Linked DNA regions of Mus musculus: region 1 is linked to region 2. Evidence: chromatin contacts called from public promoter capture Hi-C data. All regions are on one chromosome and are shown on one strand. Each heading gives the region's core, a stretch centred on a gene start, on an enhancer-like site or on the middle of the called end of the contact. The rest is flanking DNA. Distances are from core to core; before and after follow the strand shown. Region 1 holds the start of Esyt3 (extended synaptotagmin-like protein 3). Region 2 overlaps Pik3cb (phosphatidylinositol-4,5-bisphosphate 3-kinase catalytic subunit beta).

Evidence for each region. Promoter capture Hi-C pulls out the DNA fragments that hold promoters and counts their contacts.
Region 1: a contact with region 2 is called in a promoter capture Hi-C map of cranial neural crest. The contact joins the promoter of Esyt3 here to the enhancer-like site in region 2. A contact is called at or near these places in 9 of 39 promoter capture datasets (the C10 cell line, cranial neural crest, frontonasal cranial neural crest and 5 more), 1 of 15 datasets of contacts at CTCF or cohesin (the NIH/3T3 cell line), 4 of 115 datasets of contacts at active chromatin or transcription factors (differentiating embryonic stem cells, embryonic stem cells, microglia and 1 more) and 3 of 9 other capture datasets (adipose tissue, liver and pancreatic islet).

What each region holds. Positions count from the first base shown.
Region 1 is chr9:99,357,125-99,359,824 of GRCm38.p6, forward strand. It overlaps Esyt3 (extended synaptotagmin-like protein 3), which reads right to left and starts at 1,406. Exons shown (of 23, transcript NM_177775.3): 1 at 927-1,406. The coding sequence starts at 1,265.
Region 2 is chr9:99,108,486-99,111,185 of GRCm38.p6, forward strand. The region is part of intron 2 of Pik3cb (phosphatidylinositol-4,5-bisphosphate 3-kinase catalytic subunit beta); the gene reads right to left. Among named protein-coding and RNA genes, the nearest start is that of Pik3cb, 30 kb to the right of the region's middle. Within about 2 kb of position 1,331, at least 66 of the 459 cell types and tissues checked have an H3K27ac peak or open chromatin away from gene starts, as enhancers often do. A contact at or near this core is called in adipose tissue and microglia, where this site is marked.

The sequences.
Region 1 (2,700 bases), core at 156-2,655, 250 kb after region 2:
CCCTAGATATGGTGATCTTGAACTAATCACCTACAGGATACTAAGTTTCTGTTGTCCAAACCACCACATCTGTGGTACTTTGCTGCAATGGCCTTAACAAACTACATACAGGCAAGACTTAATTTCCAAATGAGATTAATAAGCCATGCTAACGTTCTCTTCTCAATCACAGACAGGTGTGATGCTCATAGATTCAGCTGCGTTTTAGAGTTCAGGCCACACGCAAAACATTCAAGCCAGCCGAAATTAGGAGTCTGGGGGGGCCTCCGCATATCTCCCCTGGGAGTCTGAGATACAAGATACTCAGGGAAGCAGAAGCCTCCAGCTCCAGGGGGCAGATCTGTCACACACTAACCCTCTGAAACGGACTCCTTTGGTCAATGTTTGCGAAACATCCAATCCTAAACGTCCTTGTTCCCCACCCGAGGAATTAAGCTGGGGGTACAGATTTTGTTTTTACGTGAACCAGGTGGGGTTCTCAGGACCAGATGCATTTGAGAAACCATAGCCATGCCAACCGCCACCAGGAAGCGGGTTTGTCTCTGGACTACGAGTGTGCACACGGCCCGCTCAAGCCCATGGCATAAGAAGGGAGAGGACAGTGGTCCACGCAGTATCCCGGCTTGCTCTGCGGAGCACTCCTGCCAGCTCTCGGCTGAAGGCGACCAGAGCCCTGTGCTCCTGTCACTGCTGTATGTGTCTATATACGTGTCACGCCCTTCGCTAGTTCTTAAATCAACAGGCGGGTGGAAGAAGCGCCCTGTTTCCTACGCGAGCAACTTTGCGGAGTCCTGGACGCCCAGTTTTGATCCTGGGTGTGTCCCACCTCCGACTCTTCTCTGAAGCCCGGCCCTTGCGTGAAGACCCGGGAGTACGCCCCAGCTCCCCCCTCGGAAACCCACAGCCCTCCGCCGGGCCCGGCTTACCCAGGCTGGCAAATGCTGGCCCCGCAGCTCACGGCTGATGAACTCGCGCTCGTGCTCCAGGAATTCGAAGGCGGCCTCCAAGCGCCCCAGCTTCCCGCGGCGGTTCCGGCGCCACCACATCCAGAGCAGGGCGCCAAGCAGCAGCCAGGTGACGCTGAGCCCCAGGTAGCCCGCCAGGTAGACCGGTGCCAGGTAGAAAAGGACGCGCGCCACGAAGCTGTAGAGCTCGGGCAGTAGCTGGCCCGACAGGCGCGGTCCGGGGTCCCGCGAGCGCTGGCCTCTCTCCGGGACGTCAGGACCGCCGGGCGCGCTCGGGGCGCAGGGCTCCTCCGGCTGCATCTCGCTGTCGCCGGCTTGTCCTCTCTAGAAGCTTCACCCCAGCTCAGGTTGGTGCACCCCCTATGCCGGCGCACATCTGTCCTCAAGGCACGAGGACTCCGCAGCCGCGCAGCTCCTGCTCCGCCAGCCTCTCCAAGCTCTGAGCTCGGGTTCTACCAGCTCCGGACTGCGGAGTCTGGGCATAAGGCCAGAGGGGTGGAGCTCTGGCAGGCAGGGAAATCCGGAAGTCTCCGCCACCAGGGGCGTGCCCAGGTGAAAAGGGGCGGGGTCAACCCGATGAGGCCTTGAGGGCATCCTGGGATCCCACTGTCTGGCATAAATGTCAACAGAAGGGGTGCAGTTGTCATTTGGGGTGAGCTAAGCGTTACTCTTCACATCAACCCAACACGGGTAAACATCACCTAAAACCTGTTCCTTACACACAGTATCATCTGGACTTTTTGCGGGGTGTCCTAGGCCAGCACTGCGTTGGATCTGACCCAAAGTCTGGGACCACTCCCAGCTGGTCCTTAAAGCCTTGCTTTTCTCTCTTAAACTATTTGTTACTTAAGCCATCTGGACCCAGCTCCCAGCACAGTCAAACTGAGCTTAGGGACCATTCTCTACCCCACCCCCACTCCCATCCTCAGCGTCATTTTAAAAACCCTGTCTGCAGGGGAGTTGGTCAGTGCCTTTCCTTTCTGGGACTGGGAGCGTCCAGGAAACCGGCCATCTTCACTCATAGTCATTTACTCTCTCTTGGTGCACCCAGAGAGGGCAAGCGACCTGCGAATGGAAAAAGAAAGAGGAAGCCAGCCTTGAGGTGCTTCGGAATCTATGAGCCTTCTGCTTTCGTGTCGCCCAGGCCGAACGATCAGACCAAGAGAAGCAAGGCTCCGTAAATTCAGACAGTGACTCACCTTGCGGATGGCACAGATTGTAGGCGCCTATACAGGAGATCACAGAAATGGACGGATGGTGAGACAGAGTCAAGAGGAGAACAGGCCTGATTTGGGGTAATTTCATTCTCTTTCCACAATCGTTGAAAGGCTTAGCCCCATGAACAATCAAAAGATGAGTGTGTTCTCTTTCTTGCACCCTTCCCCGCTTCCTATCTCTTCCTCTGGATAAAATTACTTGCTGCAAGGGGTTGGAGAGATGGCTCCTCGGCTAGAACTCTTACTGCTCAAGCAGAGGACACTAATTCAGGTCCCAGCACATACAAGAGGCTCGCCAAGTTCAAATAACTCCAGCTCCAGGGGATGGTCTTGGATACCACATTCATACATATAATTTTAAATTAAGAATAAATCTCCAAAAACTTATTTATCAGAGTAAGGTTTTACAACAATGGGAATGCTGCCGGAGGTCAGAATACCTGAATCTCCTTCCTCTGCTCTTGGTCATCTTCTTCTCAGGCTACCCTGGGATATCAACCACAAAGCCCCTCCTTCCA
Region 2 (2,700 bases), core at 81-2,580:
TCACCATCCTTGTTCCTATTAGAAATACTTTAAGGCAGATGTGGTTGTACAGGCCTTTAATCCCAGCAACCAAGAGGCAGAAATAAGAATATTCCTGAGTCCAAGCTCAGCCTGGTCTACAGATGGCTACACAGAAAACCCATGTCTCAAACAAAGAAAAATACTTGTAAAACAGGACATGGTAACACACACCTTTAATCCTGGCACTCAGGAGGCAAAGGCAGGCAGATCTGTGAGTCTGAGACTAGCCTAGGACAGCCAGAGCTTTGAAATAAAGACCTTGTCTCAAAAAGGGCAACTCCTCCCACTAAAATAAAAATAAATACTTTTAAGAAAATACAATCACAGCTGGGTGGTAGTGGTGGTACACACCTTCAGCCCCAACACTTGGGAGACACAGGCTGGCAGATCTCTCTTCCAGGCCAGAGCTAGTTCCAGGCCAGCCAGAGCTACATAGAGAAGCCCTGTCTCAAAGAGAGAAAGAAGAGAAGAGAAGAGAAGAGAAGAGAAGAGAAGAGAAGAGAAGAGAAGAGAAGAGAAGAGAAGAGAAGAGAAGAGAAGAGAAGAGAAGAGAAGAATAAAATTAAAAGGGAAGGAAGGAAAGAGAGAGAAAGAAAGAAAGTAGGGAAGAGAGAGAGAGAGAGAGAGAGAAAGAAAGAAAGAAAGAAAGAAAGAGAGAAAGAGAGAAAGAAAGAAAGAGAGAAAGAGAGAAAGAAAGAAAGAAAGGCTATTAAGGAAGGAAGGAAGTAAACTATTAGTATGGTGGGGAGGGCCTGCCTAGCATGCATGAGGTTCTGAGTTCAAGGCCCAGCACTGCACCTCCCACTGCTGCTACTAAATTGAAAGTAAAACATTTTGTTCTCCTTTGCCTTGTCGTCCTTCTTCCAGAGAGCAAGTGCTACATGCAGAGCCAAGCCTATGAGCTTCCGGTCAGGAGGAGTCTTAAGAGTAGCATACTCTCCTCACAGAAAGGTAAGAAAACCAAAGCCCAGAGACAGCCCTATCCAGCAAGTCAGGGACAGGAGCAGAAAGGGTATTCTTTCATTTTTCAAAGCAATTAGCCATGTTTCCCACACCTCCTTTAAAGGAAATGTTCTGCACAGGGCTACCAAGTCTTCAAGAGCTTAGGTCATTGTATCTTAAGTATGAAAACATAAGATCTAACACTGAGAACAGAATATTTTTAGGTATGACAACTTCTCAGGGAAGCTTTAGGGGTACAGAACACAGCAGGGACAACTGGCCCCACTGAACCCTTAGACAGGAATTACAGAACACAAGCCGTGTCTGTTCACAGGAGAAAGAGGAACAATATAGAGACCTCCACTTCCCCAGCAGCATGCCAGCTAAGCCACTAAAGTACTTCTCTAAATCAGGAAAGAAGGAGAAACCAACACACATGTACACATGTGAACAAGCACAACCAAAACAACTCCGAAAAGGATAGAAGAAGCTCTGAAAGAAAATTAAAGGATACGTTTTTTCTTATTTCCATGATAAAGTGCGAAGAAAGGTGAGTCTACTGTTTTATGTGTGCCTTGAGTATATACAGGGGGACACCCACTCAGCCTTCCAGGTTTTGCTGTCCTGGAACAAAAAGATGCCGGAGGACCATGTGGATAGTAATCGTTTCTAAGAGAGAAAGGCCCTCCTGAGAATGGAAACGTGTGCTCGAAGCTAGGAAAAGGAGCAAACAGTAGGGTTCCGCCACTCTCCGCAGAGCATCTAGATGTCGCCAGCGCCCACCTTCTCCCACTCCGGGAAATCTCGGGCCTTTTCCCTTAAGCATACTATTTTAATCATGCATCCCTGGTGGCGCAAGGTTCCCTGTCTTCCTCTGATAACTGGATTCTTTGTCATTATCCTCTCTGTGTGCCCTACTCTCCAGCCACTGGAAGACACCATGCACACTGGCAGCAAAGGCTATATCTGCTACTGCAGCCTGGAGGCTTCCTTCAGAGGTGACTTAAGTGATAGCTGCTACTAGGACTCTTCCCCATTCCACCACTTACTTTGCTCTGCAGTAAAACTAAGCCATTTTGTTACTTTGTTTTACCAACATGTTTTCACTTTGTAACCTAGGCTAGCCTCAAGCTCACTGTAATTCTCCTGACTGCAGCAAAACTACAATGGATTACATATAACTACTATCATGTGGAACTTCAGCATTTCATTTTAAAAATAATTTTAAAGCACTGTAATGCTATGAAAGAGATCTCTCTAAAGTAATTTTAAATTTTTCATGTGTACACAAACAAAATGCAAAACAAAAAGTAAATTTATAATGAAGTTAAAAGACTAATTTTATACGTCTTTAAACATATATTTGAGTTTTTAATTCTATGATTACCACTTTTTGTTTTGTTTTGACACAAGGTCTCTCTACATAGCCCTGGCTATCCTGGACTCACAGAAATCTGCCCACCTGTAACCTTCTCCTGACTTAGACAAGCACTGCGGTTAGAGCAGCATGTCTTGGAGATGTTTCGTTTCTTGAGTAACAATTTGGATGGGATGCTGTGGGTCTCAGCAAGGGCATTTCTACTTCATTTATCACCATTTTCTTTCACTAATCTGAATTGCACCATTCCTGCTGTTGTGATCATTCACTGTGGATTAACAATTCAAAATCAGTTCAAACAAGAGGCCAGAATGACAAGACAGCAGGAGGGCTCTGCAGGCAAGGGATCTGCCCTGCAA